2 separate regions of the Mus musculus genome follow, and region 2 is linked to region 1. The links are chromatin contacts, called in public promoter capture Hi-C maps. All regions are on one chromosome and are shown on one strand. The core of a region is the stretch at or near the end of the contact, and the rest is flanking DNA. Distances in the headings are between cores, read along the strand shown. Region 1 holds the start of 1700021L23Rik (RIKEN cDNA 1700021L23 gene). Region 2 holds the start of Epha10 (Eph receptor A10).

Region 1 (5,020 bases), core at 1,147-3,646:
TGTAGGAAGGTACACAAGAGATGGAAAAGAGATCCAAGCACGCCAGCTCAGAAAAGAATTTAAAGGTGGATGAGAGAAAGGAAAGAACAAATATCTACGAAACAATCAGAAAGCAACAAAATAACAGTGGGTTCCTTCTAACCGATATTACTTTAAACATAAATGGGTTAAATCCTCCAATCAAAACGTGCATAGAAACTGAATAGATTTTTAAAAAGCAAAGGCTCACTATTTGTTGCTGTGTTAGTCAGCTTTCCATTGCTATGAAAGATGGGTAATTAGGAGGATAGGTCTGTGTTTCTCATGGTTTGGTGGGAGGGGTTAGTTCATAACCACTTGTCTCCATTGCCTTTGCATCTGTGGTGAAGCATAACCCCATGACAGGGGAGTTGGAGCTGAAACCTTTTTACCTCATACTGACTCAGAAGCAAAAAGCAAGAAAGAACCAGAGCCTTACTATCTCCTCCAAGGACATTTTCCAATGGCTTAACTTACTCAGCTTTGGGAGACATTCCATATCCAAACTGTGGTCTACCAGACAATCAATTCGCTTTTAAGGACATACATAGATTGAAAGTGAAGAGAAGAGAGCAGGTATGGCTGTTTCTTTCTTAATTAAATTTCTTAGGCAGTTGTACAGATGTTCACAATGCATGCTGTCAGCTCTCATGCCCACCTCCCAACCATCCCTGTGCATCCTACCTCCTCCCCACAAATCTCTCTTACACATTTTGTTTTTGTGACTCACTGAGAGGAACCAGGGTCATGTGTGTGTCCATGGGTTGAGCGCTATCCACTGGAGCCTGGTGGGATCACATGGAGCAATGGGCATACAGCTAAAGATGGTGGGGGTGTGAGACTGTCAATGTTTTGCCAATGTTGGTAAAAGAAATTGAGGATTTCGTGTGAAGTTAAACACATACATTCTCTATGATCTGGCAATTCTACTGTGCATTTAACCATATGTTCACAATTGTGTCTTCATTTAAACACATGCCTCATTTGTGGGAGAATATTCAGAGTGGCTTTATTCATAATAGCCCCAAATTGGAAGCAACCCAGTGGTCCACAGATAGGGGAGTGGATAAACAGACTGTAATATGTTAATAAAACTGACTACTGTTTGGAGTAGAAGAAACTACTGTCCTGTCTGGCAATGTGGATAAGTATAGAAATGCCATGTGGGTAAAGGAGCTTGTTAAAAATATAGCATGGGCTCCATGACCATGCTTGTAAACTATTCTAGAACAGGCTAAGCCATGACCATAGAAACCAGAATGGTGGACCCTTCCAGGGACAGACTATTGTTACTTAGTGTTCTTCAGAGAAAGAAAACCAATGGCAAGGAATATGAGAGCTACAGTGCTACATTGTCTCAAACATAGCAAACACACAGCTGGGCTGCAGTCTCACAAAGTCCAGTACCAGCTGAGCCAGGAGACCTGCTAGCTGCCAATGAAAGAGGTTATGAGTGAGAGAGGCCAAGGATGTAGACTCGGTGTGAAGCTGACCGCCAGAAAGCTTTCCAGTGAACCACCCATGAAGCTAATCTTGTTCAAAGGCTGATGAACCTGGAGTCTATCCACCACGATGACAGCAACAGCAATGTCTAGAAGGGGATCATGGGCCTGGAAGCTAGTTTTGCTCATCTTTCTTTTTTATTATTAGAATTATTTAAAAAATTTAAAATTATATGTGCCTGCCCGTGTCTGTCTGTCTGAGAGAGAGAGAGAGAGAGAGAGAGAGGGAGAGAGAGAGAGAGAGAGAGAGAGAGAGAGAGAGAGAGAGAGAGAGCAGAAACACTCAGGTATCCATGGAATCCAGAAGAGGATGTTGGATCCCCCAGAACTGGAGTTATAGGCAGTTGTGAGCTGACTGACCTGGGTACTGGGAACTAAACTCTTAACTCCTCTGTAAGAGCAGTAAGTGCTCCTAATTGCTGAGTCATCTCATCTTTGCTGAGTCATCTCTCCAGACCCTTCTACTTTTTGTTGTTTCATCCAAGCCCTCAGCCTATTGCCTGCCATTCAGGTTCAGGGCAGATCACTTCCTCCACAGTTCCCTGACTCACACGCTGATCTCTGCAAACACCGTTACAGACACTCCCAGAAGTATGCTTTATCAATATAATAAATAGGCATCTTTCAATCCAGTCACATTGATAACTGAAGTTAACCACCACACACAGGACAAAGGAGCTCCCTGCAGAGTCAGGAATATTAATGCTAGGATGGAGGTCAACTGGTCCTGTGTGTTCAAACCCCACAAGGTGCTCTCATCAGGAATCTTAACACAACAACACAACAGACATTTACTCCTAGCGACTGGAAGTCCCAAACACCGGTAGGTGGGATGGGACCTGGAATCACCATGGAAACACCTCTGGGCATGTGTATGAAGGCATTTCAGGAAAGGTTTGATGATAAGAGAAAGGTCACTTAAATGTGGGCACCACCATCACAAATCCCACGGACTGCGGTCCCGTGCTGAGTAAAAGACAGGAAGTCGACTGAGGACCAGCATCCCCCACGCTCTGCTTCCTGCCTGGGGATGCAGTGCGGCTCCACTCATCTGTAGTTCCGCCTCCCACCTTGCTCCCCTTGATTCACGGTCCCCTTAAACTTCGAACCAAAGCGAACCCTTTCCTTAGGTTGCTGTTGGACAGGAACCTGGCTACAGAGGGATGACTCTTCTGGAGCATCCCCTCAGGGTAGGAGTCAGGGAGGATGCGCCGCCGGCTAAGGCTTCAGTTCTTGGTGGCCTTGGCTTGCGGATGCTGCCCCATGCTCTCTGATCGATACCCCATGTTCGCATGCCCGGTCCTCTTTCCAGGGACACCACATTGGCTGAGGACCTACACCTGTGAGCTGATCTTAACTTGATCAGCCCTGCCCAGAAGGACCCTGTTTAAAGGTAAATTCACATTCATAGGAAGTAGGACTTATCTTTTTTGGGGGTGGGGGTGGGGGAGGGGTGGGACAACTAAACCATAACACACAGGCATTTATCTATCAAAACCAAACTTATGAGAGGGGAATCTGTGACCTTGGCTTGGTGATGAGTTTTTAGATATAACACCCAAAAAACATGATCCGTGAAATAAAAAACTGATAAGTTGGATTTTATTAAAATTAATAACTTCTGCTCTGTAAGAGGGACTGCTGCGGGGAAAATATTTTTTTAAAAAAATATTTATCTAATAAAAGGCTAGTATCTAAAATAACAAGTCTTTACGTTTTTTCACATTTACATTTTTCATGAATTCTTTTTTATTTCTCCAGAGGACAACTTGCTGGAGATTGTCCTCTCCTTCCACTGTGGGTCCCACCCAGGGATTGAACTCTGGTCATTGGGTTTGGCGGTTGACGCCTTCACCTGCTGAGCTACCTCACTGGACTCGTGATTTAACACAGATGTCTCCTCTATGAAGGCAATCCCAACAAAGCATACGGAAAGATGTGAATTGGAGCCATCCTCTGTCACTAGAGGACTGAAGTCAGAACACAGCCATGACTGTAGGAATATGCATACTTAGCAGAATGGACGGGTTAAACAATCAAATAAATACAAGGGCAATTTCCTGTGCTGGAGAGGATCCAGGCAACAGGAACCCAGAGACTGACCATAGATGCCCTTTGGAGGACTCACAGAGCTCACTGTGGCCTTGCCAACAGTTCTTGGCTGTTCCCCACAATAAAATCTTCCCACAAACACCCAGGGCAGCATTATTTACAGCCAGCAAAACTGGAAAAGCCGAGTGTCATTCAGCCGATTAATTCATGCACACACGGTGGTTCAGTCCTGTAATGGAATATTATTTAGTGGTGAAAAGGCTTGAGGTACCAAGGCATTTTTAAAAAAATGAATCTTTGAAAAAAAAACACTTATTTAAAAATCTTTAATCCAAAAGAGGTTTTACATTTGTATATTTACCTGTACAACTACAAATATGCGGCATCCATATGAGTTCATGTGTGTGGGCACCTGTGTGGAAGTCAAAGGACACACTGTAGAAGTCCCTTCTCTCCTTCCACCATATGGTTGCTGGGACTTACGTCATCAAACTTGGTAGCAAGCACTGTTACTATGTAAGCCTTCTTGCCAGCTCTACCTTAAAATCGTGCTTGTTGGTTTATTTCTTTAGTGTATTTGTGTGGTTGTGTACACGGTGTTTTGTGTGCGGTCAGAGGACAGTTTGTGATAGCTGATTTTCTCCTACCCTGTGGGTCTCAGGAACTGAACTCAGGTTGTCAAGCGTGGTGGCACTTGAAACTACCTCATCTGTTCCTGATGCCCCAGCCTGTTTTTGAAACAAGGTCTCTGTATGTAGCCAGGTTTAGCCCCAAACTCACTTGGCCACTTGAGCCGCCAGAGTGCTGGGATTATGGGCATGCGCCATCGTGCCTGGCTGGATGAGTTTTGGCTGTGTGTTGCTAATGATAGAAACTATGAAAAGATGGAGACTCCATGACACTCTGGAAAGAACAAAGCTATAGCAAGGGACAAGAGGTCGCAGCTGTCTGGGGGAAGGGTTGGCTGGGTGAAGCAGTGGGAGAAGGGCATAAATGTTCCAAGTGATGTTGAGGTAGAGACAATGCTATGAGTTTATCAAAAGTCACAGAACTTTTCAGCACAGAGTGTGCTTAATGTACTCAAATTAAAAAAATAAAATAATAATCTGGGGAGATGGAGATGGGATGTCACAGAGCAATCTAAATATATTACAAGTGCATGGAAGAGCCCCATGGAAACGAGAGGTAGAGAAAGAGCCTGTTCTCAATAATTTTAGAAATGAGGAGATGGGAAGGGTAAAAAAGCTGTAAATAAGTGTGGTACTGCAGCGAGTGAAGCTGGTTCCCATGGGGTCTGGGCCAGTGAGCTCACAGGCTGAGCACATGGACTGAGGCAGCTGGATAAGTGGATGATGGTGAGAAGAATGAGAGAAGGTAGAAGAGGTTGCAAGTGAACCGGGGGAGGGCCCGAAAATCCTGCGGAAACACAGAAACACGCCAGAGCTGAA
Region 2 (5,430 bases), core at 954-3,453, 550 kb before region 1:
GGAGGGACATTTTAACACCTACCCCAGTGCTTGGCAGTGCAGTCCAGCCCAGCTCAGCCTGGGAGGCTTTGGAGTCCAGGAGGATAACTAAGGGGAGGGGAGAACAGGGATGTCAGAAAGCCACACTGTCAGACTAGGAGGGTGGGATCCAGTGCTGGATTCATTACAGATAGCTACAGGAGGGAATAGGAAATGAAACAAACCCCCGGAAGATCTGAGTAGCTCAAATCTGGAGAGGGGCAGCCACCGTGAACACCGAAGGCACCTCTTTTCATTCCCTGAGGCTTGTGACTAATGACCACCAACGGAATGCCTTATGGCTTCTCCTCTGTCTTCAGTGTCTGATTCCAGCTTCTGCTTCTGTGGCCATGCTAACCTTCTCCTCTGGCTCCAAGTCTTGCTGCCCTCATGAGGGCCATTGTGGTTGCAATGGAACCAATTTCCAATCCAGATTCATCTCTTCATATCAAACTACACAGTCACACTGCCTGTCCTGCCCCCCCCCCCTTTTAAGGCAACATTAACAAATTCAGGAAATTTGATCCTGGCTTTCTTTCTTCCTTTTTCTTCTTGAAGCGAGTACCTTTATCAGCCTTCCAGCGAATCCATGGCGGATGCTCTAAGGTCAGCTTTCACATTAGGGATAGAAACCGGTGACCCTCTCCGCCCTTTCCAAATTCCCCAAATTATATCTATATAATTTATATAATTTATTATATTATCTGTCAGCTAGCAGGAGGAAATGAGTGGATCTGGAAATCCTTGGGTGTACCCCAAATCCACTCAGATCTGAGGTCGTGGAGGAGACCAATACTCTTTTCATTTGTCTCCTGGAGCCTCTGGTGAAAATGAAGTGGAACAGAAAACATCAGAATTCTTTGCTTCTCTGCTCAGCCCCTTTCCCAGGGGCTGCCACTTCTATTGCCTTTGAAAGAATGTCATGGGCCCTTTCACACATAATCCATGACCCTCTCCACCTCCTCCCTACCAGAAAAGCTTGGAGTCACTTTATTCCCTCAGGATGTGACAGAGCAGCAGCCTGCATCCTTTCATCAGCTGGGCTCAGAAAAGCCTGGGTCTGGAGAGTAGAGCTTTCAGCTTAGAGACAGGAAGCCAGGCCATCTCCAAATCTCAGAAAATTACTTCCCTAGAGTGGTAAGGAAGGGGGGTGGGCTTCCAAGGTGAGAGCTTCCAAGAGAGACTGACTCTCTGCCGCGACGGTGGGCAGGGCAGCTGACAGTGTGCTGGGTTTTCGTCACCGACCGTGCCTGGGAATTGCATCCTGGCAGGCATCTGCCATCCCGCGCCAGGACAGACCCTGCGGGCAGAGTCTGTTCCAGCATCTCAGGTTCTGCACCTGGTTGTGACGCGTCTGGATTCAACTGAACATACAGTTCCAAGCGCATAGGCAAGACTCCGGTGCTAATGTCGCCGACAGACCCAAATCCTCCGCAACGCGGACCGCGCGCGGGGGACTCGATCTCGATTCAGCACTGCGGACAGTTCCACGGGCAGCACCTCGAGCAGTGTCCGGACGCAGCCCGCGGGATTAGCATCCAGTCCCCCACCCCCCACCCCACCCCCGGCTATCCACACTGCGATCCCCGCAGGCCCCTGCTATTAGTCTCCATCCCGCCTCATGCTCTGGTCTCGCCGCATCCCCTCGGCTTCTCTGCTCCCTTCATCTCCCCACCCCCACACCTCCCACCTCCAATCACTCAGCCTGTCCGTCTCACCGGCCCTTGAACCTGCCTCGGGCTCTTGTGGTCCCTAGCCTTTCTTTCTCAGCCTCTTAGGTCTCCAGACCTAAGCTCCTCAATACCCCTCTCTTCTCTATCGCTTAGACAACATCCCCTCTTTCTTTAGTTCTTTCCCGCTCTGCTGCCCGCTGGTTTCAAGCCCCAACACAGAGTAGTCTCTCCAACGAATCCTTACTCCAATCTCCTAGCCCCCTCCCCAACTCCCTAATTTTTGGCATCTCAGGCTCCCAGGCACAACCCACCTTACCTTCTTCGGCGGTCCCGGGGCGCCCAGGTCCCAGAAGCAGAGCAAGGCAGAGTGGTATCAGGCAGACGAACAGGCGCAGCGGGTGTGGACCGGCGCCAGTCTCCATGGTCCACAGACGGAGCTGTCAGTGCGGCGGCGGCTCCAGCCTCGCCAGCCCAGCACCGCTGAGCAGTGCCCCCAGACCCCAACGCCGGCTGGGGCGGAGTCTCGCTGGTCACCATCATCCATGGGGACCAATCGCTAGGCATCGCCGCGGGAGGTCCACCAATCCGGGTCAGCAGAGGATGAGGAGGTGGGGTTTCGTAGGCCAGGGGCGGAACGCCCAGCTGGAGGGGGAAACCAAGGGTCCCGAAGATCTCCAAACCGTGGGGGTAGGGCAGCTCTGAGCGTTAGCAGGGTTGCTGGCGAGCGAGACAAGCTGGCGTCGGTGGACTAGAGACCCTTAAACCTTAGCTCCCTGAATCCTGAGAAGTAGGCACTGTGGGCGTGGCTTACGGAGGGGCGGTCCGCGGGGGAAGCGGTGACACTTGCAGCCTCTTAGCTAGCCTTGGGAGCACCCTTGTTTTCAGGACTTGTAGGGGGGGTTCCGAGCCTGATATCCTGACCTCAGGCTCTAGGGAGCGCTGGTGTCTCCCAGCCCTTGGCCTCTTCCTGTATCTGCGGTTCCCAACGTTTCACGGTTCGATCCCTCCTCCTTTTTCTCCCAACCTCATCTCACACACACACACACACACACACACACACACACACACACACACACACACACTGGCCGATTCCAGACGCTGTTTGGAAAAAGAGTCAAATTGGAGACAGGGTCCCACCCTACCAGCACTGCTTCCCAGGATGGGAAACCATGTGGACGCTGAGAGGCGGGCAGTGGCAGATTTTGCACCAAAAATCCGCTTCCCGGGTTCTTGCTTTTGCTCTCCAGACACACAAGCAGCATACCCCACAACCTCTGCCCACAGAGGCTGGGGTTCTCCTCTGAGTACCCCAGGAGAATGACGAGAAATGCAGCACCTGGAATCTGAGGTCCCTGGGAGAGAGACGGAGCAGTCCTCCGAAGAGTTCAGCTGGAGCTGAAGAAGCCGCAAGGAAGCGTGGGACACGACCTCTATTTAATGAAGGTCACTTATTGCGAGCTGAAGGTTTAACCATCTGGTGGGGTGAAGAGGGCTGGGGCCCTCTAGGACGAAGGAAGCAGCTGAGCTTCACCATTTGAGCTGAACTTGATGGGAGGCAGTTGCATCCACCTTGTGGCTTTTCACGGGGTGGGGGTGGGGCGAAGCCCCTCTCTCTTCAGGTGCTACAGCAGCCAGAAAAGCTTGGAGTGTGGGTCACTCATGCACGGGGGGGGGTCATGCATGCACTTGGGGGGGGGTCCAGCACCTGCACATTTTGCTTAGATGTGTACTCCTCACCTCTCCAGCTAACACTTACTGAAAACCATGCTCTGTGCTGAGGATACCTGGGCGAGTCACTTGTCTCTGCCACACCCCATACCTCTGGGCACCGAATTTAAAGGGAATTCATGCCATCATAGATCACTGGTCATTTACAAGGCATTCTTGTGAGGGCTCTCTCTCTCTCTCTCTCTCTCTCTCTCTCTCTGTGTGTGTGTGTGTGTGCGTGTGCGTGTGCGTGTGTGTGTGTGTGTGTGTGTGTGTGTGCAAAAGAACTTACTGCAGGTACAGTTGTTGGACAGTAGTAATGGAGAGTGGATGAAGGAATTGGCTTCCTTTGCCTCTGGGAAGGAAGGGCATCAGGAAGGGCTGGGCTGAGACATTGGGAGACGCAGCTCTCTGAGGAAGCAAAAGGAGGTGTGGCCTCTGTCTAGTTCCTAGGGGCAGGCAGTGTTTCTGAAATAAGACCTACCTGAAGAAAGATTCTTGTATCTCCCACCTTTCTCCTCTTTTCATTCTCCTCACGATCAGCTTCCCCTCCTCCTCCCCCCAGAGCTGGGAGATGGTATTTATAGAAGCTGCTTAGAGACCCAGGACTTCTTTCATTTCCAAATGAGTCCTCACTCTACCTCCCCTCACCCACTTTCTTTAAAGCCAGGTCCTATCTCTTCGGAAGTAGACAAGGACTCAGGCATGGCTTCTTACCTGAGTTACAGGGACCTCAGCCAGAAGCTTTCGACCCTGGGAACAAAACCAAAAGGCTGGCTCCCTCGGAGCCACACAGGAATCTTTCAGAAGCCGACAGATGAATGAGATTAACCAGGCAAGGCTACATAGGATGCCCATAAGACACTTCTGGCTGTTGGGAGACTCTGTTGTGCACAGAGGGGACAAGTTGCCAGACAGAAACCCTAGGAATGGGAGGAGCGGAGGGAGAAGAGTGAACCAATCCTTCTCATTCTTCCTGTGAGCAGTTCATTTATATATAATAAAAACAAAACAGAGAAGTGCTCGTGTTTGCAGATTTGTGCAAATCAGCCAGATCGTAATAGGAGTTTCTCCAAGGTAGACCCAACTCTTCTAGGAGGCTGGTGAAGAAATTCTGCAGAGCTCCTTACTGCTCCTCGCCCCCATGTCCCTCTATAGAGCAGGACTTGGTCCTGAGTTTCCTTGTGCAGTGTGAGTTTCTTCATGGAGGAGATGAACGTCTCTGTCCACTGAGATACTTACTCCCTGTGACACCAGACTCTGCACATTTACTAAAATCCTTTTAGTAATGTGTAGATGTGTAGAGGAATTTTAATCCAGACAAAGTGACAAATCAGAGTAATATCTGAAAGAATGAGGAAGAGTCAGAGAGAGAGCATACGCCCTTGAGAGTAGACAGGAAAGAGAGGGTAGTTCAGTGAGGAGAGGTCAGTTGAATTTGGTTCAGTCAGACAAGGCAGTTTTCCTGGGAGAGCTTTACAAAGACAGGTTGAAGAGAGAACAAACTAGACACAGAACGAGCCATAGAATGAGAAGGAGCCAGAAGATCAGAACAGATTGCTAGAGTTGGCTTGAGGTCGGGCAGAGCAATCCAGTTAGAAGCGGAGAGAAGCCAGTTTGAATCAGTCAGCTTGGAGAGGAGTTTGGGCCAGAACGGCTGAGTTGAACCAGCCAGGCAGAGTTCAGAAAGAACTGGAAGGGGCGAGCTTATTCAGCAGTAAGTCTCTGCTATGACAATGAAAACAGGAGAATACAAGCTATTTTACATAGATGGATGTTGGATCTGCATCCTGGAAGAGACTTTTGGTGTTGAATCAGTCCTCACAGTCCTTACAGTTTTCATGCTGTGTGTGGCCTTAGAAGACAGCAGCAGAGTGGAAGCATCCCTCCTCCCACCATACCTCAGGATGGTACTCCTATTAATCAAACCATTATTACTTGTTTTGTTTTGGTTTTTGGTTTTTTGAGACAGGGTTTCTCTGTGTAGCCCTGGCTGTCCTGGAACTCACTCTGTAGACCAGGCTGGCCTCGA

The links. Promoter capture Hi-C pulls out the DNA fragments that hold promoters and counts their contacts.
Region 2: a contact with region 1 is called in a promoter capture Hi-C map of embryonic stem cells, with 3 times the contacts expected there. The contact joins the promoter of Epha10 here to the promoter of 1700021L23Rik in region 1. A contact is called at or near these places in 3 of 39 promoter capture datasets (embryonic stem cells, stem cell-derived epiblast-like cells and trophoblast stem cells) and 1 of 115 datasets of contacts at active chromatin or transcription factors (embryonic stem cells).

What each region holds. Positions count from the first base shown.
Region 1 is chr4:124,330,096-124,335,115 of GRCm38.p6, reverse strand. 1700021L23Rik (RIKEN cDNA 1700021L23 gene) reads left to right here and starts at 2,396. Exons shown (of 5, transcript NR_166446.1): 1 at 2,396-2,913.
Region 2 is chr4:124,878,558-124,883,987 of GRCm38.p6, reverse strand. It overlaps Epha10 (Eph receptor A10), which reads right to left and starts at 2,203. Exons shown (of 17, transcript NM_001256432.2): 1 at 2,008-2,203; 2 at 23-87. The coding sequence starts at 2,113. It also overlaps a transcript of Maneal not described here.